Linked DNA regions of Mus musculus: all the other regions are linked to region 1. Evidence: chromatin contacts called from public Hi-C, HiChIP or PLAC-seq and promoter capture Hi-C data. All regions are on one chromosome and are shown on one strand. Each heading gives the region's core, a stretch centred on a gene start, on an enhancer-like site or on the middle of the called end of the contact. The rest is flanking DNA. Distances are from core to core; before and after follow the strand shown.

Region 1 (5,174 bases), core at 1,509-4,008:
ACTGCACTGCCACAGCCACCAGGGACTGATGTCCTGCACTTACTGCGCTGCCACAGCCACCAGGGACTGATGTCCTGCACCTGTGTTCACATATTCAGACTCTGACTGGGCGGGAAGCCAGGCAGCAGCAAGGTCTGTGTCCAGTAACATCTGACACGATAAAGACAAGGACCACCTTTGCTGCTGGATGCATGGCACGGGTGACAGAGCCTGAGGAGCGGCTGCTACTGGTCTACACTGTCAATCCCCTTCCCCATCATTTAGAGATGTTCTGCTCTAGGACACAGACGTTTCTGTATGTGAGTATTAGTTAGGCTGGGACAAAACTGAAAAACAAAAAAGCAAAGCAAATGAGAGATGATGACAGACAGGGTTGGTGGGGCCTTTCCTTCCCGTATAGTAGGGTTTTTTTCTTTTTTCTTTCTTGCTTTTCATTTTTTTACAGGTGTACACCATTACAGCCAGTTCACAGCACCTACATTTATATGAACCGAGAACCAGTATGCACATGAAGCATTTTGCAAATTCCTGCTGGGCTCAGTCTCAGATAAAATATAGCCCCAAGGCAAAGATAAGCAGCCGGTGGGGGGATGGGTGGTGTCCAGGCACACGCAGTCACAGAATGCCTTATTTGGGAGGAATTGGGCCAGAGAGGGGTCAACTTCTAGAGGAACCAGCAAGAATCTGAGATGGTGTCCCAAGGTAATACAGTCAGGAGCTCACTGCTCACCATCCACCAAGAATATGATTTCTCAAATAAGCCACGTGGAACTGGGCTTCCATGCAAACCCCTGAAGCAAGGGGGACCCTGCAGGCCCGGGAAGAAAGCACCATCCAGCCAGGCGCTCGGAAGGCAGAGGCAGGCAGATTTCTGAGTTCGAGGCCAGCCTGGTCTACAAAGTGAGTTCCAGGACAGCCAGGGCTATACAGAGAAACCCTGTCTCGAAACACCCCCCCCCCCAAAAAGAAAGCACCATCCCTATGACATTCAGCAGCCAAGTGATCACAAGAGCCGCAGAAACCCTTCCAGTGTTATGTCCCAAAGTGGATCGAGCTGTGTACCCTGACGCCAGCAAGGATGTCTTCTGACTTCAAAACAACTTAGCTCAACAAAAAGCCATTGGGAGGCCTGGAGTTGCTCGTCAGACAACAGCAATCCTGCTTCTCACCTGGGCCTCTGAGAACCGTAGGAAAGAAAACTAAACACAAACATCTCCAACCCCACACACAGGTGACCGGGAACTGAGACAAGCACAGGTCAACAGGTCCCACCTCTGGCCTCTGGAGTCCCTTGACAGTCACCTCTGAGGGAGGGAGATATGACAAGATGCAGGTTTGAGTAAGGCTGCCTGCCTGGACATCCGTTTCAAGTTAATGAAGGCGGCCAGGCCTCAGCCATCGACTTTGACAGTAGAGCCCAGAAAGACATTCCTCATTCGAGCCACACATCTCAGCCTAAGGCCTAAGAGTAGAGCCTGCTGGCAGAAGCATCTCCCCGGCCTGCAGGTGCAGAGACTGCACAGCCAGCCAAGTCATAAACACAGGCTCCACAGGAATATCCCACAACCAGTGGTTTGCATAGGATCTCTGCTCTGGTGCCCCATCAACCCTGTGTCTGCTGGGGGTCTCCATCTAGATGACCATGGCCAACCAAGTCTAACAGAGCAGCTAAGACTTAACCCTTCACCTTCACCCCTGCCCTGCTCCACCTACCTACTTCCTGAATTTTTTTAATTTTACCATTTAATTAACTAGGTCGCAGGCTGTTCCTCCATTTCTACTACCATCCCCTTCCTTCCAAAGAGTTTCCTGCCTCCAACCAAGACTAGCCCCTCAAAGTTAGCCTCTGCCTTAACAGTAACTCCAGCTCACAGCCCCAGGTCTCCAGATGCCGCCCTCTATCCCTCTCCCGCAGGTCCTTATGCTTACTCACTGCACTTGAGTTTACGGTTCCATCCATTACCTTGAGCTCTGTACAGGGTAGAGCAGAGTCTTGCTGCATAACTGCACTGACTTGGTTGGAAAATTGGAATCCCAAACCTGGAGTGTCAGCCCTGGCTCCACCTCACCTAGCTCTCACCTTGCCTGAATTCTATACTCTGAGAGTTTTGTGGCCTTCTCCCTGGGGCCAGCAATCCTCGTGACTCTGGACAAATCACTTTCCTGCTCTACACCGCCTCCTTTAATCCGCAACGAGAATACAGAAAGACGAGTGGCTGCGGTGCGGTGAGCACTCGCTTTGCAAGTCCCTGAATTAAGGCTCAGTTTTATGAAAGAGACAGAAATGCCGGTAGCCCAGTTGCGGAGGTCAAAGACCTGAACACGTAGCCCCTACCCCGCAAAGGACCAGGGTCTTGAGTCACCGAGTTCCCGGAAGGGACTAGGACATGGATCACGCGACCCACGAGACAGCAGGGACAGGGACCAGGGACCACGCGCCGATGTCTGACAAGTCAGAATTGAATCGCAAGCTCCGAGATCCCTTCCAGGTGTAAGATGCGAAGCCGGGCCCGCTGGGCACACCTGAGATCTCCCAGCACCTCCTGGCACCGGCCCGCTGACCTTGGGGAGGCGCCCCTTGACACAGCTTCTCTTGCTGCTGGCAGATGGGGAGGCCCCTAGGCTCTCTGGTCCAAGTTCCTCAAAGGGTGCCTGGCCCCCACCACCAAAGATGAGCCTTAACAAGCCGTTTACCTGAGGAGCCGCCGCCGCCGCCACGGCCCGGGCGCCGCCCTCTATGCCCCAAGCGTCTCAGAGTAGGCGGAGCAGCGCCCCAAGCCCATCCCCGCAGCCCTCTGGCCAACTGCGGCCTGGCGCGCGGCAATTTGGCCCCGCCTCCGTGCGATCTCCACACTCATTGGTCAGAGTTCTGTCCCTCACGTTAACTCCGCCCACTCTCCGCTCCATGGAGCGCCTAGGTACACCTACTTCTTCCTGTTCTCTGCTGGGTACCCCAGCGGTCCGGTGACCATTTCACAAGACAAGTGTGAGTACTGCTGCTGCGCCAGACGCCGTCTGCGCAAGCGCTGTTCTCGAGAGTATTCGGACTCGGCCTCCAACTGCAGAAAACTCCACCAGGCGGGACCGGTGGCGCACTCCTTTAATCCCAGCACTGGAGAGGCAGAGGCAGGTGGATCCTTATGAATTCGAGGCCATCCTGGTCTACATAGTGAGTTCTAGGACAGTCTGGGATAAAAAGTGAGACCCTATCTCGGGAAGAAAACAAAAATAAAAAAAACAAAACAAAACAACAACCCAGCTGTCACGGACACACACAAGGTATTGTCATTGTTGTACATTGGTCACACACTAAACGCCTAAAACTACCCCAAACCCCTAAATGTACACATGGCCATGCCCAACAGAGGTACATGTCCAACCTATCAACAAGACATTGGGAATCAAGATGATCATGTCCTAGCTACCTGGGCTGCTTGCTACCTACCACTGTTATTCCAGCTCCAGGAGCAGCTAAAGCCTCTAAGGCTGGAAAGAGGTGACTAAAAAAGTAAAAGTAAGCCATACTACAGGATAAACTTTGGGTTTGGTGCCAAGAAAGCAAGGTTAGATAAGAGAGTTGGGGACGATCATGCCAGGAAGACTTGGCACCTGCAAAGAACCAGAGGTTGCAATCACCCAGATGTGTGTAAACAAGAGAAAGTTGTGGGTAGAGTTCTGAAAGCAAAAGAACCAAGAACCTGTCAAAGGGGAAGCAGCTACCATGTATCTAGGCTGACAGCATCGTTGGATGTGGAAATTAAGCTGCTGCGGTTGAACCAGGTCAGAGGCAAACACACAGCCAATATTCTTTTTCCACGATGAGAAGGACTTGGATGAGTTCTACTGAGAGGATAGAGCCCAAGAGAGAAAAAGACAGGACAGGACTCTCTGAGTAAGAGAGTGAAGCATTTGGGGCTGGCAAAATGGCTCAGTGGTTAAGAGCGCCAACTGCTCTTTCGAAGGTCCAGAGTTCAGATCCCAGCAACCACACGGTGGCTCACAACCATCCATAACGAAATCTGATGCCCTCTTCTAGAGTGTCTGAAGACAGCTACAGTGTACTTACATATAATAAATAGATAAATCTAAAAGAAAAAAAAAAAGAGAGTGAAGCACTTTGTGGATGGGGTCATGGCCTAGGAAAATGCTAGAAAACAGAGAGAGGGGACTAACTTGGGTAGCTGCCAGGGAAGGAGGTCTTTTCCATGCTAACACACAGGAGCCCCCCCCCCGTTGCTCTCCCCCGCCCCCAGCCTGAAAAACCTTGCAGTGGACAGTGGCAGTGCTCTGGTTGGCCACATTCCAACAAGCCCTGCTGATCCTGTGCTCCACAGCACACAGCCCACAGCCCCCCCCCCCACGCCAAACATACAAGCTGCCCTGTATGTATCACAACGTAACTTTTACTTTTATTATTCAGCATAAGGCCCAGCACATGAGGTACTGGGTAAAATGCAGTAGAGCTGATGGACTAGTAAGGGTGCAGACAGAAAGAAGGACAAGACAAGGCAAAGGGACTGGAGAGATGGCTCCGCAGTTAGGAACACATTCTGCCGTCTCCCATGTGGGCAGCTCACAGCCAGCTCTAACTTCCAGCTCCAGGTGGAACAAAAGCTTCTAAGCTCCACAGGCATCTACACTGAAGTGCACACTCTCCTCCAACACACACACACAATGTTTATTCTAGTTTGGTTTTTGTTTGTTTGTTTTGTGTTTTTTTTCGAGACATGGTTTCTGTATAGCCCTGGCTGTCCTGAAACTCACTCTGTAGACCAGGCTGGCCTTGGACTCAGAAATCCACTTGCCTCTGTCTCCTGAGTGCTGGGATTAAAGGCCTGTGCCACCACTGCCTGGCTTATTTTAGTTTTTGTTTCTCTGTGTAGCCCTGGCTGTCCTGGAACTTGCTCTGTAGCAAAGGCTGGCCTCAAACTCAGGAATCCACTCGCCTCTGCCTCCTGAGTGCTGGGATTAAAGACAAGCACCACCACACCAGGCAAGAATAAAATCTTAAAAAGTAAATAAATAAAAAGGTGGGTGATGGAGAGATGGATCCGTGGTTGAGTACACTTATTTGCTCTTCTTACAGAGGACTCAGGTTTGGTTCCAGTTCCCAGCACCCAAGAGGTAGGTAGCTGACAACCATGCTTACCACTACTTCCAGAGGATCTGGTACC
Region 2 (5,174 bases), core at 1,130-3,629, 570 kb before region 1:
CCACAACTTCCCCACAGTTCCTTATCATCAGCAGCTACTCTGCACCTCTCTTCTGACATGAAGAACATTTCCTTCAAAGGTTTCCACATCCACATAGCAGCCTCACATAGGCCAGCCGCTTCAGGTCCATGCTGCAATGAAGGACAAACCAACCCCACTTCTGCTGAGAGAATTCCTGGGAAGGCCCTGCAATCAGGACACATCCCCACCCCACCCTGGAGGGGGATGAGCGGTCCAGCATGTAGGAGACCCTAAAAGAAATTGAACCGAAACTCTTCGCTGGTCAAGTCCGGAGTGGTTTTGGCTCTTTCTGCAGGACGAGGCCTGCAGACCCTTCCGCTCTTCTTTCTGGTGGCCTCACTGACGAGCTGTACCTGGGCCGAATGGGTGGCTGTAGGAAGGGGGAGCAGAGAGTCAGAATAGCTAACTTTCATCCATGCAGTTACAATTACCCACACAACTTTCCTAACTAAAAAAAAAAAAAAAAAAACTGAAAAATTATCTTAAAGTAAATAATGTCATTCCCATATGAGACTCAAGAGATGTAGTAACTTATCAAAAATGTTATATGATCTAAGTAACAAAATTTAGATCATTTTCACAAAATGATATGTTGTATGATCTAAGTAACAGATCCAGGACTTATGTCCAAGTTATTTATTATTTAGTCCCAGGAACTAAAGTCCAACTGGTACCTGGCTTTATGGCCAGTGAAGTGAGCCCAGGCTAAGACAGAGGAGCTGTTTTTTTCATCCCCAAAACAGAACGAGGTGAGGACCTCGGCCCTCCTCCCCCCAGGACCTCTGTCCCCTAAGAGAGAATACTTTCTCCCCACTTACATCCCCCCCGCCCCCGAGCCCATCTCTTCCCACACCAACCCTGCTGAGCTGAGCCTCTCCCTACCCCCTTGACGTTAATGTACTGAACCAATCGCTTTCTAGTTCCTCACCAGCCTTTAGAGCCCGTAGGGCCTCCCGCCACTCTGCATCCATCTGAGCCCTGTAGTCCCCAAACAAGGAGCGCATCAGCTGTCTCTTCCGGGGCAAGGGGGTTTTTTCACTGCGCAGCGTTCGGATTGCCCCAACAGCCTGCTCTTCTGCAGATGAAAGAAAGAGAAAGAGAAAGAGAAAGAGAAAGAGAAAGAGAAAGAGAAAGAGAAAGAGAAAGAGAAAGAGAGAAAGAAGAAAGAAGAAAGAAGAAAGAAAAAGAAAAAGAAAAAGAGCTAGTGACTTCAAACACACTCATATCATCCTACTACAAACAATTCCCATCCAGCTGGGGTGACGCACGCCTTTAATCCCAGCACTGGGGAGGCAGAGGCAGGCGGATCTCTGAATTCCAGGCCAGCCTGGTCTACACAACTAAGTTTCAGTACACCTAAACAAAGCAAACCAACCAAAAGCAACAACCCCACCCCTTGGCAATACCATCAGACCACAGAACTGTCACCGTTTACATTTCCCTAACTGTAGAGAAGGGTCCCTCACTCTGCTTCGGGGTAGGTCTCTGCGTCTTGAGACCCAGCTCCAGCTGTTCCACACACCAGGCCAGCTCCCGCGCCAGCTGTTCCGCCTGGGACAGAAAGGAGGACATGGTTGTGATGGGTAACAGGGTCCCGCAGACCCCACTCCCATACCTTCAGCGCCTTAATTCCGCACAGCTCGCCCACAGAGGCAGGCGGATTAGCGCCCAGAAAGCTCGCAGGGAGTACCATCCTTGCCTGGGCCTCAGCGCTAGGAGGAGCTTCGTCCGGGGCAGGTTTCTCCGAGGGCTTTTCGCTTCCATTTGTCCCAGAGACCCTGTTGGGGGTTTTCTTTTTCTTTTGCTTCATCGCTACTGTGTTGCCTACGGGATGGGTTCCGGCGGCGGAGTCGCATGCAGGTTGCACTGAACTGCGGAGAGGAGGTTCCGAGGCACCGGAAGCTGAGCGAGAGGGCCGGGGTCTGCGCGGAGCGCGATGAGTTTTCCGACTTGAGGCTGCTGGTGCCTCCCGAGCAGGACGCCCTGGCTCCTGAAAAATCGTGAGACAGGACGAAATTCACAGGGTCTCCCCACCTAGGGCCTCGCCACAAACACGCCTTCTCCCACAGCTCACCGCCATTAGTCGGAGCGGCCGCCGGAAGCTGGTAAATCCTAACTACCACAGCGAACTCACTCCTCTGGAAACACGTCTACGACACAAGGTTCCGCAGAAAGCGCAGCGGAGCCAGAGCAAGCGCTCAGCGCCGGACAGAAAGCACTTGGGTGGATGGAGCGCCTCAGGCTGTGCTTGTAATTTTAGGAGACAGAGTGCACGGGGATGAACTTAAAGGCCTCGGAGAACCCAGCAGAGTGTGCCGCCAAGAAACAAGACAATTGATTCCTGGAGAGAATGGAACCGGTGGGGTCGGGGGGAACGCCCAGAGATGGGGCAAGGTGGATTATGCGGGGCGGGGCGGGGCGGGGCGGGGCGGGGCGGGGCGCAGGCGTTGACAGATGGCTCAGCTTGTCCCCGGTATACTTCAGAATCCTGAAGAACTAGGCTCTAATGGCAATGGAGTGAACTTTCCAACGAGAGTCGGGGCAAGCATGCACTTCCTTCTTCCACGACCATTAGGCTGCCACCCGAAGACCTGGCCCAGATTTAAGGTGCATCTTCCCACCTCAAACGAAAAATCAAGAAAATTTCCTTACAGGAACTCCTTACCCCTTGAGGTTTAGGATAATTACAGGTGTGGGTTGTCAAAATGACAACCAAGAATAGCAATAGCTATCATAGCGGTCTAGCCCTAGGACTACAGATACCAGTCATGGAGCTACAGGATTTGGTATTTTTCCTACAGGCTTCTAATCCTGCTTTGTTTCAGTATTTCTTCGCTATGCCTCTATTCCACACTTTTGGAATGGCGACATATATACTGTGTCCTAATAATCACAGGACATGGTAGTACTAAGAGACGCCCTAAGGGATCTCCTACACTCCAGACATAATCTTGCTTACCACCATTGTGAAGAGGTAATCCAATTTCCCCATGGTAATCTGGATCTATCACCCCTCCTAACACTGTTATTCCTTTTTTAGCCTGTTGGTTTAAGGGCATTAGAAGCCCAAAATGACCAGGGGGAAGTCTGAGCTTCCAGTTCAATGGAATGTTTGTTGTAGCTCCTGGTAGGAGCACTCCCTTCTCTGGAGCCAAAACTTCTAGGCCAGCAGAACCTAGAGTTATGGGGACAGGAAGCAAAAATTTTCCTAGAGGGTCACTAGGAGTGATAGTAAGTGCTCTGCTCAACTCCTTCATGCCTTCAAAACCAGTACCACCTGGGTGACCCTTACACATTACCAAGTCCAGCCACAGCACAATGTACAACTTTGGCTATATCTGGAACACAGCCACTGTGCTCTCAGAAAACACTTCCCAGAAGATGTCACCTCAATGATGCTGGTCTCTTCTTAATCACCGCTAATTTCTTAGCTCCAGCTAACCAGCATCAATAGTCCCAGTAATGCAAAGTTTTTGCTTTAGTAGTTCTGGTATCTTGTTAATCACAGCTGATTCTTCAGCCCCAGCTAACCAGAACTACAGAATCTTCACAATCAAAACAGCAATGGCCCTGAAAAGAGTCTTTAATTTTCCCTCTGAAATTTCACAAACCAGACCTCCATCTTCTGCAGTGTTCTCAACGTTGTCTTCCAAGCTCCTACACAACATCCGACAGAGCTCTTAACAACGGATAACTTTAAAAGTCCCACAGTCTTTACATATTCTTAAAATTTCAATTTCTTTAAAATAGCCATCTCTTTTAAAATCCAAAGTCTTTTTACAATTAAAAGTCTCTTAACTGTGGGCTCCACTAAAACAGTTTCTTCCTTCGAGAGGGAAAATATCAGGGCACAGCCACAATCAAAAGCAAAAGTCAATCTCCAACCGTCCAATGTCTGGGATCCAACTTACAATCTTCTGGGCTCCTCCAAGGGCTTGGGTCACTTCTCCAGCCATGCCCTTTGTAGCACACGCGTCATCCTCTAGGCTCCAGATGCCTGTACTCCACTGCTGCTGCTGCTCTTGGTGGTCATCTCATGGTACTGGCATCTCCAAAACAGCAACAGAAAAGTTACTAACACAGGGACACTTTCACAAGAGTAAGTCCATGTCAAAATATGCAAAATCACACACCTGAAATACCTATAACAAGCTGCATGCCAGTTAGACCCCTGTTGTATTAAGGGGTGTCTCTGTATTTCCAGTTATTAACTCTGTACTGGCAGAGAGCTAAGTGCTGGCAGGATTTTGGAATTGTCATTTCTATGGCACATCCCCAGGTTTCCTATTTTGTAAATGTCTTCCAAACCTTCCCAAAAGATGAAGGTCAAGCTTGGAGGAATGCCTTAGGCGACCTAAGAGCCTGTCTAGCATGATCTTACTACTGAGTGGTTATAATAAAGATCTGGCAGCCAATAGTTGGGGCAGGAAGTATGGGGGCGGAACTTCTGGGCGGGCAGAGTCAGGGGATGCAAACAGAGGCAGGAGTATCTAAGCAGACACAGAAGGAGCAGGGAATGAAAGGGCTATCTAGGAGGCAGGGCCAGGCTGGAAGTCAGGTTAAGTTAGAAGCTAGCAGAGTCTGCCCTAGATAAAGGCCAAATGCTTAAAACTGTATAGAAGTCTAGTGTCTTGTTTAAACCATAAGCAGGTCCTTGAGAGCCCCACAATAGACCCCAATAAAGCCTTTTTTCTGACACAAGGTGTAACTATCACTCAAACTGGCCTCAAACTTGCCACCCTGCCTCAGCCTCTCTTTGCTTGGATTACAGTCATTCACCACCTTGCCCAGCTATGAGGCTGTTTCTTTCAGAAAAAGAAATACAATACAGAACAAGGTGTAGAACTGTTCTGTCAAAGCTTCAACTCCCCCCCCCCCCTTGCCTGGTCTGGTTTATGACCTCAAAATATCAAATCAAATTGATCTCTTTGTGTCTTAGCTTCCAGAACACTGACCTTACAGGGCTATTGGCACAGTGCTCAGTCCATTGCCTGCTGAGTTAGGCCTGCACCACGCACTGAGACTCTTTTGTCTCTGTATACAAGCACGGGTTTCTTCCTGCACAGAGGGTAAACCCTATAACTCCTGCTTTTCCAGAGCCCAGAATCATCCTGGCTTGCCTAAGTAACAGCCATAGATTTGGCCAGAAGGCA
Region 3 (5,174 bases), core at 765-3,264, 540 kb before region 1:
TCAAGAATCTAACTCATGAAACACATTTAGGGCGGGTCAGCCCACCTCAACTTAATCTAGGCAATTCCTTACAGACATGCCCAGAGATTGGTTCCCATGAAGGCGAGAAGATCAGCCATCAGACTACCTTAGTCAAGGTCTCTTTGTTCTTTCAAGCAATTTTGGACCCATGTAGAGAGAGACATGCCTGACTCTCCCCAGAGAGCTCAACTGTATCAATGATGTATATATCCATACCCTCCAAAATATTTTTAGCCCCCCCCCCTTCCCTCATGTCTCGTGGACATCCGTGGCCTCTCTATATTGTGACTGCTTTAAAACTAGCTGCCTCGGGGACTGGTGAGATGGCTCAGTGGTTACGAGATCTGACACTCTCTTCTGGTGTGTCTGAAGACAGCTACAGTGTACTTATATATAATAAATAATAAATCTTTAAAAAAAAAAAAAACAGCCAGGCACTTGGGAGGCAGAGGCAGGTGGATTTCTGAGTTCGAGGTCAGCCTGGTCTACAAAGTGAGTTCCAGGACAGCCAGTGATATACAGAGAAATCCTGTCTCGAAAAAACAAAAACAAAAAAACCTGGCCCCCTCTGGGGCACACACACTTTAAAAATCCAAGAACAAAAACCTGGAGGCTCCATCACCCTGATCCACAAGAGCTGTTCTTGCTCCCTATCTCCCAGACATTTCCTCCTCCAGCCCCATGCTTTGTGTGTAGCCTCAGCTGTCCTGGAATTTGTTCTATAGACCAGGCTGGCCCCAAACTCACAGAGATTGGCCCTCTGACTCTGCCTCTGCCTCCTCTGCCTCTGCCAGTATTTTGTAACAGAAGACACGTAACCACTACAATTAGAGAAATAAAAATTGAAGCCATAACGGAGGGTAGGATCGAGTGCTACTGAGATACTATATGCTTATACTAGAGTCCCTGACTTTAATTTCCAGCAGAGAATATGTGTGCATACAGGGCCACTAAGGGTCAGTCTGAGGAGCTGCGCACCACGGTATTTTGTTGTTTTATCTTTTGAAAGGGCTTCTCAACAGGTCAGAACCTGAAGCTTGCCAGTGACTCTAGACTGGCTGGCCAGAGAGCCCTACACAGCTCGGCCTTGTTCCGCCTCCCCTGTGCTGGGGTTCTAAGCAAGCACTATTACACCCAGCCTTTTCACATGGATACGAGTGATTAAACTCAGCCTCGTGCACGTTTGTCAAACACCCAGTCTGTTGTACATTCCTCTAGCCCTGGAATAACTCAATTTTTTTTAAAGATTTATTTCATGTATGTGAGTACACTGTAGTTGTCTTCAGACACACCAGCAGAGGGCATCAGATCCCATTACAGATGGTTGTGAGCCACCATGAGGTTGCTGGGAATTGAACTCAGGACCTCTAGAAGAGCAGTTAATGCTCTTAACCGCTGAGCCTCTCTCCAGCCCCGAATAACTAAATTTCTAAAAGCCTGCTTACACCAAGTGTGGGCAAATACAAACAACAATTGGAACTGTCATACACTGCTAGTCTAGGGAATGTGTTGATGAGGACACAAGACAGACTGGCCGTCCCTTAAGAAGTTGAACACACACTACACTGTAAACTAAACCCAAGCAGCCCGAGTCAGCCTGATGGGTCTCGAGACCAGTGGTCCAGGCTGCCTGGCCACCAGGGAAATCGCTAGAGGGCAAGCACAGATCTTGGCGGAAGTGACCGAAGGCCCTCGGGAGAAGAGGGGCGGCAGGGAGGGGGCGAGGCCGGGAGGCACTCGGATTTGTAGGGACTGCGGCCGCCGCTTCCGCTACAGCCTCAAAGAGCAGGCGCGGTCCGGGTCAGCACGCGGTCTCTCTAGGCACAGCGGAGGCCTACGCTCTCGGTGGCCCCGGGGCGCAGGGCATCAAGTCCTGCAAGAAGAGCTGGAGGCGGACGGCCATCCGATCCTCCCGCGTCCCGGTCCGGGACTTGGGGTGGGGGTTGGGGGTGGGGACCTAGGGGCGGGGTCCCCTGAGATTGACGACTGCGCAGACGGGGCGGGACGGCCCCTTTGTCTTAGGGAGCCGAAGCTGCCGCCACAGGGCGAGAGGTTGCGGCAGATGGTGAGTGGCGCTCTGTCGGCTGCGCGGGACCCTCTCCTTCATCCGCACCCAAAGCTCCGCGCCCTCGCGTATGCCAGCCCTTCCCCCCGATGGATGGCTGCGGCCGGGCTGCTGACCCAGGCTGCACCCTCCGGTCCCTCGAACCCTCCAGGCCCCTCCCCGGGACCCTTCGCGGTGGCTCCCGCTAGCCCGGTCCGGAGTTCAGACGGTTCTGATGTGCATACGGTTTCCTACTGGTTGGTTAATTTGGTTTGGCTTGGGCAGTGGATGAGGTTTTGTCTGGTGAAATAACCGCGTCCCAGACTGCCCTGGAAGTCCTGGGTTCGCACGATCCTCTCCCATAACCCGGACTACAGTCAGGGCCACCATACAGCATTTTAAGTCCCATGCATCCTCAGCAGCGAAGGACATTTCTTGTCAAACTGAAGGTGCTCCGCTCTGCTCCCCATTAGCCCAGCTTCTTCTTGGATTTGTTTTATTTTTCTGCTGTTGCTCTCTTGTTACTTTGCAAAGGCCCCTTTTAATGGATGACAACTTCTCTAACGTGGCATTTTCTTGTTTAATTTTTTTATATGTATTTATGTGCTTTGCCTGCGTGTGTATCTGTACTGTATATCATGTGCATGCCTGGTGCCAACGGAGGCCAGAAGAGGGCATCGGGTTCCCTGGAATTGGCTGTGAGCCGCCATGTGGGTGCTGGGAATCAAGTGTGGGTCCTAGACGGGGGAAAAAAACGTGTGCTCTTAACCGCTGAGCCATCCCTCCAGCCTCCACATGTATGGCTCAGTTAGACACCTGAATCTGGATGTGCTGATGAGTGCTGCCATCCCCATCTCTGCCGCTTAGTAGCTTACTTGGTGAGTTCCAGGCCAGTAAGAGACCGTATTTCCCCGCCCCCGCCCCCCCCCCCCCCAATGGTGAAAGGTTTCTAAGGAATAACACCTAAGGTTGTCTGCTGGCCTCTATGTGCTTGCTGATGTGTAGGTACGCACGCACACACAGGAAAATTGTATACAATAATAGCTCCCTTGTATGTGGGCGATGAAGTATGGGCACAGCTGTATTCTCTAAGGCCAGAGAAGGACATTGGATGTCATGCCCACTGGCCCATCTCCCCAGCCCACAGTAGTTCTTTTAAATGTTACTCTGCCTAGCATCCTGACATAGTGAATGCATAGTGACACTAGAAGCAGTTTCCTGTGGAGCTCTCTAGAATGATTGGAATCAGGCACTCCTACTAATGCGTGTGGACATTCCTGTCACTAACATAAAAGGAAGGTTCCCCTGAGCTCCACTATAGAGATACTTAAAGCTGGGTGGACATTAGTTCTGATATTTTGCACACTGGGGATTTCCTTGTAGGGGACACAGAGAAGTGGAATGGGACTAACAGGTTAGAGCTAATAAGCCACCTTACCACCATATAGGTGACCAGTCCCTGGGGCTTTCTTGCCATACAGATGTTTCAATTTCCACCTCTGCGTTTGTCTTTTAGCTGTTTGCATTCCTGGTCAGATTGACCACCAGCTTGTATTCTTTTTCTGTATGTTAAAAACACACTTCCCTATGGGTTTTTTTTTTTTTTTTTTTTTTGCTTTCTTGTTTGTTTGTCTGTTTTTTACTCCATTGAGAAAGTGTCTTCTTTGATTTTATTTACTTATTTTACAACTAGAAGGATCTTGGTATTGGTTTTGTTTTATGGGCAAAATATTTCCCATTACAGTATTTTGGCTTCTTGCTGTGTTTTAAGGGGCTTCCTTACTTCAAGATTATTTTTCTAAATAATCCGATTTTGTCTGGTACTTGTAGAGTACTGATTCTATATGGAATTTATGTAGATAAGGGATGAAATTAGAATCCAGCTTCTCTCCTCTCCCCCTCAATCGTCCCCACTAACAGTATCTGTTGGATACTTTATCTTTTTGCTTACTTGAAAACGCACCGGTGTCTTACACTAAATTCTTCCCTGTGCTCGGGCCTATTTGGGGAGGAATCTTGTGGTTCTCAGATGTGTCTATTTTATTTTGTGTGTACAGATGTTTTGCTTGTGTGCATGTCTATGTACCACATGTGTACAGTTCCTGAGGAGACCAGCAGAGGGCGTCAGATATCCTGGAACTGGAGTGACAGATGGCTGTGAGCCTCCATGTAGGTGCTGGGAATTGAACCCAGAGTCTCTAGAAGGACAGCCATTGTCTCTGCCCCTATTTTGGGAGTTTCAGGTGGTTTTGATGTGCATAAGGGTTTTTTGTTCAGTTGTGTGGTTGGTTGCTAGCTTTTTGAGACAGGGTTTCTCTGTGTAGCCTTGGCTAGCCTGGAAGACATCTATCTCTGTAGAGATAGATGTCTGGTGTCAAACTCACAGAGATTCACCTGTTTCTGCTTCCCAAGTGCTGGGGTTAAAGGCGTGTGCCACTACTGCCCAGCATACATTAGGTTTCTTATTGGTTGGTTAATTTGGTTGGTTAATTTGGTTGGACTTGAGGTGTGGATGTGGAGTTTTGTTTGGTGAACTCACCCAGTCTTTTTTTTTTTTTTTAAGATTTATTTATTTATTATATGTAAGTACACTGTAGCTGTCTTCAGACACTCCAGAAGAGGGCATCAGATTTCATTACAGATGGTTGTGAGCCACCATGTGGTTGCTGGGATTTGAACTTGGGACCTTCGGAAGAGCAGTCGGCGCTCTTAACCACTGAGCCATCTCGCCAGCCCTCACCCAGTCTTTAAAACAAAAATAGATTTGTTTAGTATACCACAAAGTGCACAGGAACACGGCAGATAGAGAACTGCCTGAGTATACTGTGGGCTGTGGGCTGCCAGACTGGTCAGGGATGGTCATGGGTAGAGAGGGTAAGTCACTTTGTCTGCAGCTTCTCGCTATGCAAACGAGGGCAATTCTGGTATGCAGTTTCAGGTCATTCTCTTTGGCTTTTGTTCCATGGTGGAGCTGTGGCTTTTTGGCCTGAAGATGCTCTCTGGTCCAGGCGTGTATTGGAAATCCATTCCCTTTCTGGTCTGTCTCCCACGCAGACTTTCCCCCACAGTGTGTGCCTGATTTCCTTTGAGACATGATTCCTGGGTGGCC
Region 4 (5,174 bases), core at 1,409-3,908, 540 kb after region 1:
GTCACACCTACACCAGCAAGGCCTCACCTCCTAGTAGTGCCACTCCCTGGGCCAAGCATATTCAAACTATCACATTCCACTCCCTGACCCCCATAGGCTAGGTCAAACACTTGAGTCTATGGGGGCCACACCTAGCCATAGTATAGTGCAAAATACATTTAGTCTTACTTCAAAAGTCCCATAGCCTAGTCTCAGCAATGTTAAAAGTCCAAAGTTCAAAGTCTCTTCTAAGATTCATCTAAACACTTAACTGTAATCTCTTATAAATCAAGATCAAAAAGCAGATCACATACTTCCAAAGTCACAGGATATACATTACCATTCCAAAACATCAGAGTGAGGAAATCCTGAACAAAAGCAAGACCAAATGCCAGCTGGAAACTCCAAACTCTGCATCTCCATGTCTGATTTCAATTCATTTATGCTTAATTGACAATTCTCTTTGGTGGGTTCCACTCCCTATTAGCAGATTTCCTTACCAGGTATCACATAACTCTGGCCTCTGGAATATTTTAGGGTCTCCAAAGCAACTTCAATGTTTATAGTTTCTTGTTTCAATGTCTGGGATCCACACGATTTTCGGGGTTCCTCCAAAGGGACCTGTCATTTCTCCAGCTCTGCCTTCTGTAGCACTCTAGGCTCTGGTTGACTCCATTCCACTGCTGCTGCTGTTCCTGGTGGTCATCCCATGGTGCGGTGCTGGCATCTCTAATACGCTGGGATTTCTCACTGCAATTAGGCGTCGTCAATAGCCTCTCATAGGCTCCCTTTAAGGTACCTGACCTTAACTTCTTTGCATGATCCCTCAGGCCTGGGCCATCAACTGCAACTCAAGCTGCACTTTCACCAATGGCCTTCCCTGGCATCTCACAGTGCCAAGCTAAGCTGCTCTCCATAACACTTTACGCCTTCAAAACTAGTACCACTTGGGTGATTCTTATACATTACCAAGTCTGGCTTCCAGCATGAGGTACATCCCCGGCTATTTCTAGAACACAGCTTCTTTCTGCTTTTAGAAAATACTTCCCAGAAGATTTCACCTCAGTGATGCTGGTCTCTTCATAATCACCACTAATTTCTTAGCTCCAGCTAAACAGCATCAATTGCCCCAGTAGTCCCTTCTATTCTTGACTCTAAAGCCAGAGCCACATGCCCGAAGCTGCTGAGTTCTGCTGCTTGCTGGAGCTGGGACATGGGCACCTTGTCTTATGACATTATCACCAACCTTTTGTTTTTCAACTCCTTCAGTGCCTAACTTGGCTGTCCTGGAACTTTCTCTGTAGATTATGCTGGCCTTGAACTCAGAGATCCTCCTGCCTTTGCCTCCAGAGCACCTGCCTGTCTCTAGAATGCTAGGATTAAATGTGTGTCCCATCACTGCCCGGCCTGCCCGGCTATCTACCCTCACTTCTTCTTTTTTTTTTTTTAAAGATTTATTTATTTATTATATGTAAGTAAGTACACTGTAGCTGTCTTCAGACACTACAGAAGAGGGAGTCAGATCTTGTTACAGATGGTTGTGAGCCACCATGTGGTTGCTGGGATTTGAACTCCGGACCTTCGGAAGAGCAGTCGGGTGCTCTTACCCACTGAGCCATCTCACCAGCCCCTACCCTCACTTCTTAATGCTTGTCTTACAGGTATTCACTATCAAACCCAGCTTCTAGAACTTCTTTTTCAGGCGTAACAGTAGACTATGCAGATGTAGCTCACTGGTAGAGGCTTGGCCGGACTTGAGGCCTTAGGGCTCCAAAGATACTGCACATTCCTACATAGTGGCACACTCTTAATTGCAGCACTTGGGTGGCAGAGGCAGGCAGATTTCTGAGAGTTCCAGGCCAGCCTGGTCTACATAGGGAATTCCAGGACAGACAGAGGTACATAGCGAGATTCTGTCTCTAACAAAACAAATCACTGGATAATATCCCATTTCCATGTAAACAGTCATTCGGGTTAGCTATTATAAATAATGACATACAAATATGTTAGAATCGGTGTTTTCTACGCGTTGGTTATACACCTAGACGTGGGACTGTCTGATCACGTGGTAACTACCGTGAGTTTTTTTTTTTTTTCAGTATTTTCTAGAGGTTGCAGCCTTTCCTACTAAATGCCCTCAAGAATTTTCTTAACACCTGTAATCATCCGAAAAAAAAAATTGCCTCCGATTCCTTTTCGCTGTTCTCGTGCTGCTGCGGCAGCAAAGGCGTTAAAATGGCATCCCTTTGATTCCAGGTCCGGAGGCAGAGGAAAGAGAACTTCCGTAAGTTCGAGGCCAGCCTAGTCTACATAGCGAGTTCCCCAGTTATGTTTCTCTCCAGCCAGAAATACATCCTGTCTCAAACAAATAAATTGATAAAAGGAATTCCTGGGTCTAGGGGAAACTGTTAGCAACCTATCTCCTCCAAGTCTTCCGAGGAACCCCCAGCGGTGGAAATGATGCGCAGGAATTGGTGCAGAAGCCAGATTGCGGGCCACTTCCGGGCGCTTCAAGATGACGGATTTTTCTCGTTCTGCGCATGCGTCCTTCCAGGGTTGCCGGGGCGACGGTGCCTTCCAACCCCGTGTCCACGCATAGTGAAGTTCGGCGTTCTCTCCTCCCCGCCTGCGGGGACCAGTCGCGCGGCGATGACGTCGAGGGGGTCTGGCTAGGCGTCGCGGACTCCGGAGATGGAGGAAAAGGAGCAGCTGCGGCGGCAGATACGCCTCCTGCAGGGTGAGCTGGCTGCGGTCGGGCCGTGTGTTCCCTTGTTTCTTGTGATCGCCGTAGACCCTCTCCGAAGCGAGTGCTGTCGGTTGCGGTCTCCCGATGGTCGTCATGGGTGGGCATCGGAGCGGCCGAGTCGGGTTCGGCCCTCGCGTGACAGACCCGCCAGGCTTCGGGGCGAGGGAGCGGGCCGGGCCTCCAAGGGGCTGTCAGGAGATGATAGCACGGTGGTCTTACCAGCGAGTGGTCGCGGCAGCCGACTTCCAGGTTCGGCTGGCTCGGAAGCGTTTCTCTTCCGCTGCCGTTGAGTGCCTTTGGCTCGATTCAGGCACAGCCCCCACGTACTCAGGGCTGACTACCCAGGCACCAGCTTCAGCTTCAAATGTTTAGACTCAAGTTGGTCTTTATAAGCGTTCATATCGTTTTCAAAGTTTCCCCCACAAAAGCATGTCCTAAGGAGAGTCCAAGTGGCCTTCCTATTTGAGACTACTTCGTGCGTTTCCCTAACACCCGACCGGAGGTGTCTGGCAGGATTCGAGGGTCGAGGCAGGCCCTGTGTGTGTGTGTGTTTGGTTATTGGGGATCCAGCGAGCCTGCTGGCGTTCCTTCACTCTTCTTCCAGGGCTCCATGAGTCACTTCATTGGAAAATCCTTGTGGTGGTGGTATCAGGTGTTTTTCTGTAGGAGATGATGTTAGTTAGCTGTTGGGTCATCATTGTGTTTTTGTTTTTTTGTTTTTTATTTCTGTCTGTCACGTACTGGGTTAGAGAAGCGTCAGTTCTGAGAAGACAGTTATGCACTATGGTGCAGTCCTGCAATTTTCCCCGTGAGTGGGTAAACTACAGGGCCTCAGTGGAAGACTTGTCCAGTTCTTACCCAGGCACCACAGGTTTCTGGTCCCTGACTGTTTTTTTTTGTTTTTTTGTTTTTTTTTTTGGTTTTTTTTGTTTTTTGTTTTTTGTTTTTTTTGTTTTTTTTTTTTTGGTATAGGGAGTGACACTTGCTCTCAGAACATTGTAGATCTCATAGGCCAGGGGGTAGAAGCAGTCATACCACAAAAGCTGCCATCTTCAGGATAAGCAAGCCAAATACTAATAGTGATGGAGAAGTGCTCACAGAATTGACAAGCCTAGAGATTTGGACTGAACTTTACATGGTTTCCAGTCACTTAGGACTGCTCTCAAGTCAGCAAGGCGAGCAGGTCTGGAGTATTAGGGTAGGGGTAGTAGTCTTGATTGGTGCTGTTTTTATTCACATCTCCTAGGTAACTGAGCGTGTGATTCTGCCTTCTCAGGTCTAATTGATGACTATAAAACACTCCACGGCAATGGCCCTGCCCTGGGCAACTCATCAGCTACTCGGTGGCAGCCACCCATGTTCCCGGGTGGCAGGACCTTTGGCGCCCGCTACTCCCGTCCAAGTCGGAGGGGCTTCTCCTCACACCATGGCCCTTCGTGGCGCAAGAAATACTCCCTTGTGAATCAGCCTGTGGAATCTTCTGACCCAGCCAGCGATCCTGCTTTTCAGACATCCCTCAGGTCTGAGGATAGCCAGCATCCTGAACCCCAGCAGTATGTACTGGAGAGACAGGTCCAGCTCAGTCCAGATCAGAATATGGTTATTAAGATCAAGCCACCATCAAAGTCAGGTGCCATCAATGCTTCAGGGGTCCAGCGGGGGTCCTTGGAAGGCTGTGATGACCCCTCTTGGAGTGGCCAAAGACCCCAAGGAAGTGAGGTTGAGGTCCCTGGTGGACAACTGCAGCCTGCAAGGCCAGGAAGAACCAAGGTGGGTTACAGTGTGGACGACCCCCTCTTGGTCTGCCAGAAGGAGCCTGGCAAGCCTCGGGTAGTGAAGTCTGTGGGCAGGGTGAGTGACAGCTCTCCCGAGCATCGGCGGACAGTCAGTGAAAATGAAGTGGCCCTCAGGGTACACTTCCCATCTGTCCTGCCCCATCACACTGCTGTGGCTCTGGGCAGGAAGGTAGGCCCTCATTCTACCAGCTATTCTGAACAGTTCATTGGAGACCAAAGAGCAAACACTGGCCACTCAGACCAGCCAGCTTCCTTGGGGCCAGTGGTGGCTTCAGTCAGACCAGCAACAGCCAGGCAGGTCAGGGAGGCCTCACTGCTCGTGTCCTGTCGAACCAGCAAGTTTCGGAAAAACAACTACAAATGGGTAGCTGCCTCAGAAAAGAGCCCACGGGTCGCTCGGAGAGCCCTCAGTCCCAGAACAACTCTGGAGAGCGGGAACAAGGCCACTTTGGGTACAGTTGGAAAGACAGAGAAGCCACAGCCTAAAGTTGACCCAGAGGTGAGGCCGGAGAAACTGGCCACACCATCCAAGCCTGGCCTCTCTCCCAGCAAGTACAAGTGGAAGGCTTCCAGCCCGTCTGCTTCCTCCTCTTCCTCTTTCCGTTGGCAGTCTGAGGCTGGCAGCAAGGACCATACTTCTCAGCTCTCCCCAG
Region 5 (5,174 bases), core at 1,047-3,546, 520 kb after region 1:
ACAGTCCTGGCAACAGAGGCTGAGCATCCTTCCCAACCTGCTGTTGTTTCTACTACTCCACTCCTCTGGGGCTTCCCTCATTCAGTGCTGAGAGATACTGCCTCAGAACCCTTCTGATGCCCACAACCCAGCAACGCTCCCTAGAAGCACGGCTGCTCAAGGTAAGGGAAGCGGCATGCCTTCCCTTCAGGGGCTCACCTTTCATGCTGCATGGTCTCCCAGGTCTTCTGAGTCACACGCAGTATACACACATTCATGGAGGCACTGGAACTGTCAGACACTGCAGCCCCACCAGAAATTTTCCCTTCTCCCATGCCTGACAACATCACTCTGCCCTGAATGTTCCCATCGACGACATCAGAGACTTTGAAGGAGCCAAAACACTCCGGTTCTAAAACGAGACCAGCTCTAAGGTCCTAGTCCAGGAGCCACTGCCTTGTCTTTCCTCTGTAGTGATGGGACCTTTAAAGGACTCCCTACTCAGGCTGGAGAGATGGTTCAGTGGTTGAGAGCACTGACTGCTCTTCTGAAGGTCCTGAGTTCAAATCCCAGCAACCACAGCACTACGTTCCATCGGTAAGCAGCTCAGTCTCCTGTCAGGTCAGTACCCCCTTGACCACTCTGGGACTCCACGGGTTCTATAGACGGTGGCTCACAACCGTCTGTAATGAGATCTGACGCCCTCTTCTGGTGTGTCTAAAGACAGTTACAATGTACTTACATATAATAAATAAATCTTTGGGCTAGAGCAAGTAGGGCTGGAGGGAACAGAGGTCCTGAGTTCAATTCCCAGCAACTGCATGATTGCTCACAACCATCTGTCCAACTACAGTGTATTCACATACGTAAAATAAATAAATAAATTAATTAATTAAAAAAAAAAACCTCCCTACTCTGGAAATAGGACCAGAGGAGTAGAGTTGAACATGCCCAGTTAGATGGCAGGCTGGGCTTTGCCCATTCCCTTCTGTTCAATCTTGGGGGATCAAGATGGGAAAGAAGATACCTGGTTCTGGAGCACTGGGCTCCAGGATGTCCTTGATTGACAGGTTGACACATGAATAACGGGGTTTCCAGAACCTTGAGCTTGAAAATTTCCTGTTCAGAAGGCAGTAGGGCCTGAAGCTGGTGGAGTTCCGCAGGCTGTCCACCGGAATGAGATCGCCTCTGCTGCCGCTTACCTCCTTGATCACATTCTTGACCACTTTCTCAAAGGCCGATGGCATGGTCCTGGGGGCAGACGGCAGGGCTCCGTACTTAGTTCCTCCAGCACTCAGGAACCCCATCCCTTCAAAGTAGCCTTGCCTTGTTAGTCCTGGCACATTCCTGCCCGACCAACACAACACAGACACGATTCACTCCGTGGCTCGCCTATCTGTCTCTCCTTGGGGCCACAGCACTTAGGAGGAAGAGGAGGAGGGGGAGGGGGAGGGGGAGGGGGAGGAGGAGGAGGAGGTAGTCTGTAGTAGGTCTATACTATCTACATCATTAATTACTGTGCATAGCCTTTGGCCAATTGCTAAAGTCTAAGATACCTTGTTGCTCTCCCTGGCTGAGGGCCAAGGCTGGGGAAGGAACACAAGCCCCCACTTCTAAGGGATTTAGCACAGGAGCCCACAGCAAAGCCAGTGTTCCAGGGCTCAGTGGTTTCCTCCAGGGCTCTCATGTACAGCTCTGTGAGCTACCTGACCTGATTGAACTTTCATGGGTCAGAGGCCAAAACAGGCCTGGGACAGACAACCTGGGCACTGTGGAGGAACAACTCTACACCTAGGAAACTGGGTCTCTGGGCTAACGGTGGAGAGTGAGGCAGGAAGGCCCTTGGTGATCAGGGAGGGACTTATGGGTCAAGGAATCATCCCAGAAGCCTAGAGAGTCCCCCCTCCTTCCCCTCCCCCCACTCGGTCCCCTCTTCCCGCCCCAGTGTCAAGTCCAAACCAGGCTTGTCCCACTGTATCACTAGTGGGTGACCTCCATAGAGGGTAGACCCTAGCTGCTAGGGCCCCTTCAAACTGTCTTCAAGGTATAGTGGGGCTTCTGGGAAGGGCTAAATCCCCAACTCAACAAGCAAGCATCCAGGCCATAGCGTAGACCACACTAGATAGAGGAGGGGCGGCTGGGCTCTGGAAGAGCTGGGTAGCAGGGTGGCTCACCTCGATTTTTCACCCCTGCCGAGGTATCTGGGTCCACCAAGCGAAGCGAGGACCTGCTGGGATGCCGGGGAGGGGTCTATTGTCTGCTCAACCCGGGAGCAACGGGAGCCACGACCAAGAGCGGAACTCAGGCGGCAGGACACAAAAGTGAAACCGTAAAGCTTCAGCCCGACGTAGCGGGCGCGGTGCTTTCAAGGAGCCCTCCCTCCCGGAACAGCTGCGCAGCCTGCCCTAGCCTCCTCCTCCTCCTCCTCCCCGGAGCCCGCCTGGGCTTCGGGAATTCCCTGCGATCCGGGAGCTTCGCTTTCTTCTAGTTCGGGTTCCTCCAAGTTCGCAGCGCTTCCCCCCCACCCCGCCCCCCTTTGGTTTTTTTTTTTCGAGACAGGGTTTCTCTGTGTAGCTCTGGCTGTCCTGGAACTCACTCTGTAGACCACGCTGGCCTCGAACTCAGAAATCCACCTGCCTCTGCCTCCCAAGTGCTGGGATCAAAGGCGTGCGCCACCACCACCAGGCTTCACTTATTCTTTCTTAAACACCTGGGCCATAGTAAAAGATCTGAATGGACTTCTCTAGGAATACACAACTGAACCAGTTGCCAGCAAGCACACCATTAGTTATCAGGAAAATGCAAATCAAAACTAGATAGCATCAAAGCTACTCTGCTGGCTGACATCCTAAGTAAATAGCAGTAAAGCAAACCCCATGGTCCTTGCAGACAGGAAATTGAAAACAGAGCTGCTCTAGAATACATCCACAATTTTTCAAACGGGTGAATGTAGAGTTACCAGGTGACCTAGCAATTGGACTTGTAGGTGCATATCCAAAGCAAGAGGTCATCTTGGGGTTGTGGCTATCAATGGTGAAGTGTTTCTCATACAGCAAACAGAAGGTCAAACAGATATGCCTACACCAATGTTTGCTGTAGAGTTTAAATTTTCCTCTTGAGATTTTAAAAACTTATATCCCACGTGTGGGAGTGTTTTGTCTGCATATATGCAAGTGCACCATATGTGGGTGCCAGGACTTGAGTCCCCGTCCTCTGTAAGAGCAGCAAGTGCTCTTAACCCCTGCACCATCTCTCCAGTTTCCATGGTAACATTTTAAAGAGTCAAGCAGATAACCCTCAAGTGACCTGAATGACAATCAATTCATACATAGATTAAAATTTTGTCCAGTTCTGGGCCCTGCACACACTAGGCAAGAAAGCCCCCTATGACCAAGCTCTGTCACCAACCCTCAATAGGGCGCTTGCATGGCTACTGAGAAGCTTGAGTACACCTATAAGACACATTGCAGAATGTGGATAAACCCTGAAAACACGGCCACAAGCGGAAGAAGCCAGACCAAAACTAATCCAAGCCAACCAACCAACCAACCAACCAAACAAACAAACAAACAAAAAAATGACACATCACTGTGCAAGCCATTTTGTATGAAATCCCCCAAGTAAGCCAACTGTTCATGGTTGCCAGTGTCCTGGGGTGTGGGCAGTAGCCACACGAGTTTATTTATGTATGCATTTGTTTATTTAATTTAACTTTGAGACAGGGTCTCTTTATGTATCCCCTGCTAGCCTGAAGCTCAATAAATAAACAAGACTATCTTGGGACTCACAGAGATTTACCTGCCTCTGCCTCGTGAATGCTGGGATTAAAGGCATGAGCCACCCTGCCTGTACATGTTTGAATATACTAGACTCACAGAATTATGCACTTTTAAATGGCTCGAGTGTATGATATATGAATTGCTTCTCAATAACGACATTTACTTAAAAAGCTCTGGACTCCTGGGGGGCTATAGAGATGGCCCTGCAGTTAAGAGCATGTGCAGTCTGATGGCCCCGCAGTTAAGGGCATATGCAGTCTTACAGAGGATTCAAGATCAGTTCCTAACACTCATATGGTAGCTGGTGACCAAGTTCCAGAGGATCCAGTGAGTCCTTCTGGCCTTCGTGGGCACTACACACACATAGGGCCTTACACACAGAGAGGGACATACTAGGAGACAAAGCATAAAATAAAAATAAAGAAAAAAAGTTTTAAATAAATCTGGAGTTTAGTAGAAGCATTCAACCCAGCTACAGGCTCCTCAGGGCCATAGTGTTTTGGTATCAGGTGCTGTGGACTTAACCTCCAGCACATGGTTGCTTATAATCAGCCCTCGAAGGCCTCTCTTAGGCTGTGGATTGGAACAGTGTGGCTTGAGCTTAATGTAAGGCTCTTGAGAGTGTCCCCTCTCTCAGGCTTGGCCATGGTGGAAACAGGCTACTGCCGGGTCCCTTCATTGACATCTCTCATCTCTTCAGGGATGTTTGCAGTCCAACGTTTCATTTGGACATATTGCTAGACCGAGCTGATCTCTACTGGGACCCCAGAACTCAAGCTCATTCATATTCTGACTCTAAGGGATTTGTAGGCTCTCGCTTTCGGAGGGGCCCATACACGTGATGCTTCCATGATGAAGATTGGGCACTGCTCCAGATGGGAGCTTGGCTGATGCAATTCCTTGTTCACGTTTTTCGGTACTTTAAAAGTAATCTGAAGTGAAAAGTTCTGGGGTTGTTGGCTCTAGGCATAGGGGGCTTTTCTTCTTTGCCTTCTCTCTTCCTGAGGGATCAGCATCCTTCCTGCCTTGGGGAAAGGGGATGTAAACCAAGCTCTGCTCACCTGCTAATGCAAGCCTTGTGACCTTGGATCTGGCTAGAGATACCCAGGGCAGAGATCAGAGATGTCTTGGCAATGGAGCCCTTTATCCCTTCGTGAGGTACTCCATTCTGCTGCTTCTAGGCTTTTACATTAAAGACTTGTTCTCTCTCTCTCTCTCTCTCTCTCTCTCTCTCTGTGTGTGTGTGTGTGTGTGTGTGTGTGTATGTGTGCAAGTGCACAACTACGCATGCCTCCCTGTGCCTGGCCTGAGACTTGCCCTGAAGGCTCTGCAGTATGAATTAGCATACTTACAATGCTAAAGACACGAGCTATGCTAAGCTATGTGTTTTCTTGTAGCAGGTTCTAGTGATGAAGC
Region 6 (5,174 bases), core at 2,005-4,504, 520 kb before region 1:
ACATGCCTTTAATCCCAGGGCTTGGGAGGCAGAGGCAGGTGGATTTCTGAGTTCGAGGCTAGCCTGGTCTACGGAGTGAGTTCCAGGACAGCCAGGGTTGTACAGAGAAACCCTGTCTCGAAAAAACAAACAAACAAACGAGGAAAGAACACCGAGTTATCGTCATGGCTCAAGTTCCACAGGATGCTGGTGCACAGGGTATTCCAGAAGGGTAGTGGAGCTTTGGGTGGCAGGGTTCCAGGACTTGCAGAGTGGTAAATCAAGCCACCCAGGGGCAGGGTAAGGAGTTGAGTCAGCCCAGAAGAGAACCAGAATGAAAGATGCCTATACAGAAAAGTCTGTGGGAGGATGCCTGCTAGTGCTTTGTCTTGTGAACCGTGCAGGGCATAGGGCCCTGCCAGCACTAGGGTATATCTCAGCCAACCGGCCCACAGGACAGTTTTGTGAGAGTCTGTAAATGTATGTGCAAGTTTTCAGCCCTGTCACACTCTTCCTATATAGGCATCTGCCACTGGGTTGTCCTTTCAGAAACAAAGACATCTTTAAAAAAAAAAATTGTTGTTTATTTTATATGATCTTCAGCCACACCAGAGGAGGGCATCCGATCTCATTGCAGATGGTTGTGAGCTACCATGTGGTTGCTGGGAATTGAACTCAGAACCTCTAGGTAAAGAGCAGTCAGTGCTCTTAACTGCTCAGCCATCTCTCCAGCCCTGAAAAAAGACACCTTATATATTTATTTATAGACAGGGTTTCTCTGTGTAAACCTGGCTGTCCTGGAACTCACTCTAGATCAGGAGGAACTCAAACTCAGAGATCCATCTGTCTCTTTTGAGTGCTGCCATTAAAGAGGAGCACCCCCACCATCAGGCAATTTTTTTTTTTAAGATTTATTTTATGAGTCTGGGTGTTTGGCCTGTACAACTGCACCAAGTATATGCCTGGTGCCCAGGAATGACAAAAGAAGTGATTGGAGCCCTTGAAAATGGAGTTACAAACAGCTATGAGCTGTTACGTGGCTGCTGGGAATCAAACCCAGGTCTTCTGCAAAAGCAACAAGGGCTCTTAACCACAGACTCAACTCCCCAGCTCCCAAAGACACTCTTGACATGCCCAGTGGTTCCAAACTCCCCATGGAGTGGGAGGTAAAGTACTGGACAGGTGCCTCGGACACATTCAAAGGTTTTAATCCACTAACGCTGCATGGCTTCACTAGCAGCCGACACACCACTTGATCCGTCTGCAGAGTACTCCTGTGACCAACCTTCTCCTCATCTGACCTGGCTCTATTCAATTGTCACAAGCTGTACTCATAGTTTTATTGTTTGTTTTAGATTTACAACTTTCTGAGTATGAGTAGTTTGCTTGCATGTATGTTTGAGTACCACATATGTGCCTGTGTTGGATGTCTTGGTGTTGGGTCCCCCCTGCCCTTCCCCCACAACTGAAGTTACAGAAGGTTGTGAGCCACCACGTGAATGCTGGGACTTGAACCCAAGTCCTCTTTGCAAGGGCAAGTGCTCTTCACTGCTCAATCAATCCTCCGGCCCTGTTCTCATGTCTTAATATTTAAAATATGTATTTAATGTTATATATACCAAACATTATTTAATGCATATTTAGTATTTGTAATGTCTTCCCCCCACCCCCTCTGATCTTTCCACTAGGATGTCAGCTTCAGGAAAGCAGGAATTTAGGGCAAAAGAATAAACACGTCCGCAGCAAAGCACAGGACTTAGGAAAGCAAATGGGCAGAGTTCAGCCATGCTGAGCAACCATGTTGTATGTTGTAAGAGATCTTCATCTGGACTTAGCTCTGCACATCGTCTCATCCAGGAGCACAGCTGGGGAAGGGACAGGTAGGTTTAATTCCCTAATAGAATAACATGTTTTTAATAGTTGCTTTACCTCTTTAATTCGAAACTGAGCCTCACTACGTAAAACCCAGCCAGGCCGGCCTTACATTTCACATTCTCCAGCCTCAGCCCAGCTGTTTACTTGTAAAACAAAACCCAAAAGTCCCAGCTGTCTTTTCACTTAAAATATGTTCTTACATCCTCATCACCAGTGCGGCTGGGTTCTGGTACCAGCTTCAGCACCCCACAGTACCAGGGTTCAGTCCTGCAGTTTGCGCTCACACTTTCTCTCCAGCTCTGCCATCTCCTTAAGGACCAACGCCACGCTGTAGCGCAGCTCCTGGAATTTGGCTATGGGCACCTCGAAGCGGTGTGCCGATCCATCTGTGAGCTTCAGCTGCATGAGAACACTCGGTTGCAGGGAGCGGGACTGAGCACTGGTTGAGATGGCCACATCCACCCGCCACCGGAAATTCGACACACGAGGCAGCGAGGATCCCTGCTGCTGGGCTACAGAGTCGAGAAGAGGGCGTTGACTCCCAAATGCCAAACTGGCCAGATCTCCAATCATATCTTGGGGAATGCCAAGTTCCTGGAGTTCGTCCTGGAAGGCATCTGGTTTCAGACTGGCAGGGGGCAGCCGGAGAGCCTGCTGGAGCAGGGTGTGTGTGCCCGCCAGCAGGACGGCCAGACGCTCCTCTGACAGGTTGGCGCTGGCACCAAGGTGCTGCACGGCCTCTCTGCAGTCTTTCCCATGGAGGGCCCCGACTACGAGTTTCAACAACTTTCTGAAGGTGCTCCTGTCTAAGTCCTTCAAGAGCTGGGCCACTGCCGTCACTTCTGCAGAGGGCTGGGAACCCAGGAAACTGACCCGGCCGCTGTGACTGTCAGTTGGATGGTGTAAGTATGGAGCCGCAGCCCCCAACGCAGACATCCTTCCTTTCCCTTTCTTGACCAGGCCGGAGAGAAGGTACTAACCACAGTAGCCTGGAGAGGTGAAGGAGAGACAAGTGACTTCCTACTCGGGAGCTTCATGTACTAAAAACTGGGGGTGGATGAGGGGCTCCCACCCGCCTGTCTACCAAGGATAGATAGCAAATAGGATGCATGCTTTGGAGGTGGCCCTGAGACCTTGCGGCAAAGGAGCCCGCCTGAGTCTAGCAGAAGGGAGGCGTCCCGGAGATTTAACAGTTGGCAGGGAAAAGAACCAAGAAACTGAAGCGCGCACCAAAATCCTACATAAATAGGGAACGAGGACCCCCCCAAACCCTGAATCCTCATCATAGCTCTGGAAGACCTAAATCACACATTACAAATACAAACTAAGCCTTGAACGCCCTCTGCACCTGGAGGAAGCTATCCGCAGGAGCTGGCTGTGGCTGGCAGCAGCTGAAACTTGGCCGAGTCTCAGGAAGTGCCACTTAGACACTTCCGGGCCGCTCTAGGAAAGCGCGACCGTGGCTCTCTGTGGTCCCGGGAGCCGAGCGCATGCGCCGCCCGGTCGCTTGCCTTCTAACAGTGTTTTGGGAAGCGAGAGGAAAGTTCAGTTAGCTTCCGTGTGGGATGCATGGATTCTGCTGGCCTGTGCAGCCCCATGTGAAGAACAGACGTAAGAATTATTGTGGTTGATGCCAACGAATTGCATATTTTAAAATACTTAGATGGTCTAGGCGGCGGCCCACGTCTTTTAATCCGAGCACTAGGAGGCAGAAACAGTTCAAGGTCAGTCGGGTCTACACAGAGTTCCAGCACAGGCAGCGCTACATACCCTGTCTCAAACAAACAAACAAACAAACCCAAACAATTTCAATAAACCAAACAGAATTCCCCGCAGAAGTGGGGGGGGGGGGTAAATTTGTGTGGTATATGCATTATAGCCCCAAGAAGCTTTTGGGGTAGGTGATTAATTTTGCCGGCAAAGTCTGGACGTTTTATCAAGGATGGTATGAATGGCTAATGACCCAGCCCTGGTGATATAAGCGAGTGATCGGAAGAGCCTGGGACAGGATGATCGCAAACCCAAGGCAGGGCTAATCTGGGCTCCAGAGTGAGTTCAAGGTCAACCTGAAGAACTTGGTGTGTTGCTTCATCAGAGATTGGAGGAAGTTGGGCGTTATGGTGTACACCTTTAATTCCAACACTTGGGAGGCAGAGGCAAAGAGATCTCTGTGAGTTCTAGGCCAGTCAGGGCTACACAGAGATTCCATCTTAAATAAATAACACACACAGACACACACACACACACACACACACTTCCTAAGCAGCCAAAATTAATTTCGTGATATAGCAGAAATATAATGGTTCCAGAAGCTCTAAGTGTTGATAGGACCATGTTCTTGAGCCCCTTGCAACATTAGCTTGCAGCCAAACATCCTTGACATTCCTTAGCTTGGATATATCACTCTAATCTCTGTCTCCAGACAGACTGCTTCTGCTCCTGAATGCTGGAATTAAAGGCATGTGCCATGCCACCACTTCCTGGCTCACTGCCTCCATCTTTAGGTGGGATTTCGACTTTCCTGTAAGCATTCTCATGACTTCACTTACCAGGACCATTGTTCCAAATAGTGTCTCATTTACTCTCAGGTTCCGGAGATCTTAGGACTCCAGGATATCTTTTGAAGAACAAAATTCAACCTATATCTAATATATGTTCATAAAAGCCTTTTGTTTGGGGATCTTTTTTTTTTTTTAGCGAAGGGGATGTGCATTTCTGTGTGTGCTCACGTGTGTGTGGGTACACATGTATGTGTAAATGCATGTGCATATGTGTGCATGTGGAGACAGAGGTCACCATGGCTGGTGGCATTTTGTTTGTTTGTTTGTTTTTCCGAGACAGGGTTTCTGTGTGTAGCCCTGGCTGTCCTAGAACTCACTTTGTAGACCAGGCTGTCCTGGAACTCAGAGATCCACTTGCCTCTGCCTCCCGAGTGCTGGGATTAAAGGCATGCGCCACCACGCCCGGCGGCTGGTGGTATTTTAAGGGAGAGTGTGGAGCCTGCTCTCTATTTAACATAACTGGAGCCATTTTGTATCCAGTCTCCATTTTGTTCATAAGTTAAAATTAAGTTCAGGTTCTCAGGCTCCACTTCCCAGAAGAAATTATCCATAGCTGACACTGGAGACTGCTACTCAGCCAAAAAGTTAGGGTTCACCTCTACTCTATTATCTCAATGTATTGCGCCCCCCATCCTCTCTTACTTCACCTAAGACCAATAAGTTAGCTGTATGGTTAGCCAAAAATGTTATGCCTCTTCACTTCCTGACTTTTCCTATAAAACGCCTGCCCTGAGGCCTGGCTGATACACTTAGGCTCTG

Evidence for each region. Promoter capture Hi-C pulls out the DNA fragments that hold promoters and counts their contacts. Hi-C and Micro-C count contacts between places; a contact is called where the count stands out from the background. HiChIP or PLAC-seq counts read pairs in DNA pulled down with a chosen protein or histone mark.
Region 2: a promoter capture Hi-C map of pre-B cells shows a contact between it and region 1, with 5 times the contacts expected there. The contact joins the promoter of 1110038F14Rik here to the promoter of Mroh1 in region 1. A contact is called at or near these places in 8 of 39 promoter capture datasets (3T3-L1-derived adipocytes, the HPC-7 cell line, cranial neural crest and 4 more) and 1 of 115 datasets of contacts at active chromatin or transcription factors (memory CD8 T cells).
Region 3: a contact with region 1 is called in an H3K27ac HiChIP or PLAC-seq map of embryonic stem cells, with 8 read pairs. The contact joins the promoter of Zfp647 here to the promoter of Mroh1 in region 1. A contact is called at or near these places in 6 of 39 promoter capture datasets (the C10 cell line, liver, neutrophils and 2 more), 1 of 15 datasets of contacts at CTCF or cohesin (large pre-B cells) and 2 of 115 datasets of contacts at active chromatin or transcription factors (bone marrow-derived macrophages and embryonic stem cells).
Region 4: a contact with region 1 is called in a promoter capture Hi-C map of liver, with 2.2 times the contacts expected there. The contact joins the promoter of Zc3h3 here to the promoter of Mroh1 in region 1. A contact is called at or near these places in 3 of 39 promoter capture datasets (liver, neutrophils and pre-B cells) and 2 of 115 datasets of contacts at active chromatin or transcription factors (microglia and pancreatic cancer cells).
Region 5: a Hi-C map of the N1E-115 cell line shows a contact between it and region 1, with 6 times the contacts expected there. The contact joins the promoter of Gsdmd here to the promoter of Mroh1 in region 1. A contact is called at or near these places in 1 of 484 Hi-C or Micro-C datasets (the N1E-115 cell line) and 2 of 115 datasets of contacts at active chromatin or transcription factors (memory CD8 T cells and pancreatic cancer cells).
Region 6: a promoter capture Hi-C map of the SN4741 cell line shows a contact between it and region 1, with 4 times the contacts expected there. The contact joins the promoter of Commd5 here to the promoter of Mroh1 in region 1. A contact is called at or near these places in 9 of 39 promoter capture datasets (the C10 cell line, the SN4741 cell line, embryonic stem cells and 5 more), 7 of 115 datasets of contacts at active chromatin or transcription factors (the SCID.adh cell line, T-cell acute lymphoblastic leukemia, bone marrow-derived macrophages and 4 more) and 2 of 9 other capture datasets (embryonic stem cells and liver).

Annotation. Positions count from the first base shown.
Region 1 is chr15:76,378,097-76,383,270 of GRCm38.p6, reverse strand. Mroh1 (maestro heat-like repeat family member 1) reads right to left here and starts at 2,758. Exons shown (of 44, transcript NM_175457.4): 1 at 2,695-2,758.
Region 2 is chr15:76,945,466-76,950,639 of GRCm38.p6, reverse strand. 1110038F14Rik (RIKEN cDNA 1110038F14 gene) reads right to left here and starts at 2,379. Exons shown (of 5, transcript NM_001347540.1): 1 at 2,096-2,379; 2 at 1,721-2,011; 3 at 1,488-1,572; 4 at 950-1,096; 5 at 1-391. The coding sequence starts at 2,101. The coding sequence ends at 252. Gm46534 (a long non-coding RNA gene) reads left to right here and starts at 2,291. Exons shown (of 4, transcript XR_001781744.2): 1 at 2,291-2,380; 2 at 2,506-2,628.
Region 3 is chr15:76,922,288-76,927,461 of GRCm38.p6, reverse strand. Zfp647 (zinc finger protein 647) reads left to right here and starts at 2,014. Exons shown (of 5, transcript NM_172817.3): 1 at 2,014-2,086.
Region 4 is chr15:75,839,392-75,844,565 of GRCm38.p6, reverse strand. It overlaps Zc3h3 (zinc finger CCCH type containing 3), which reads left to right and starts at 2,658. Exons shown (of 12, transcript NM_172121.1): 1 at 2,658-2,716; 2 at 4,002-5,174. The coding sequence starts at 2,671. It overlaps Gm34851 (a long non-coding RNA gene), which reads right to left and starts at 1,061. Exons shown (of 2, transcript XR_384203.2): 1 at 480-1,061.
Region 5 is chr15:75,859,461-75,864,634 of GRCm38.p6, reverse strand. Gsdmd (gasdermin D) reads right to left here and starts at 2,296. Exons shown (of 11, transcript NM_026960.4): 1 at 2,154-2,296; 2 at 1,007-1,230; 3 at 199-391. The coding sequence starts at 1,226.
Region 6 is chr15:76,898,021-76,903,194 of GRCm38.p6, reverse strand. Commd5 (COMM domain containing 5) reads right to left here and starts at 3,254. Exons shown (of 2, transcript NM_025536.2): 1 at 3,203-3,254; 2 at 1,898-2,843. The coding sequence starts at 2,790. The coding sequence ends at 2,116.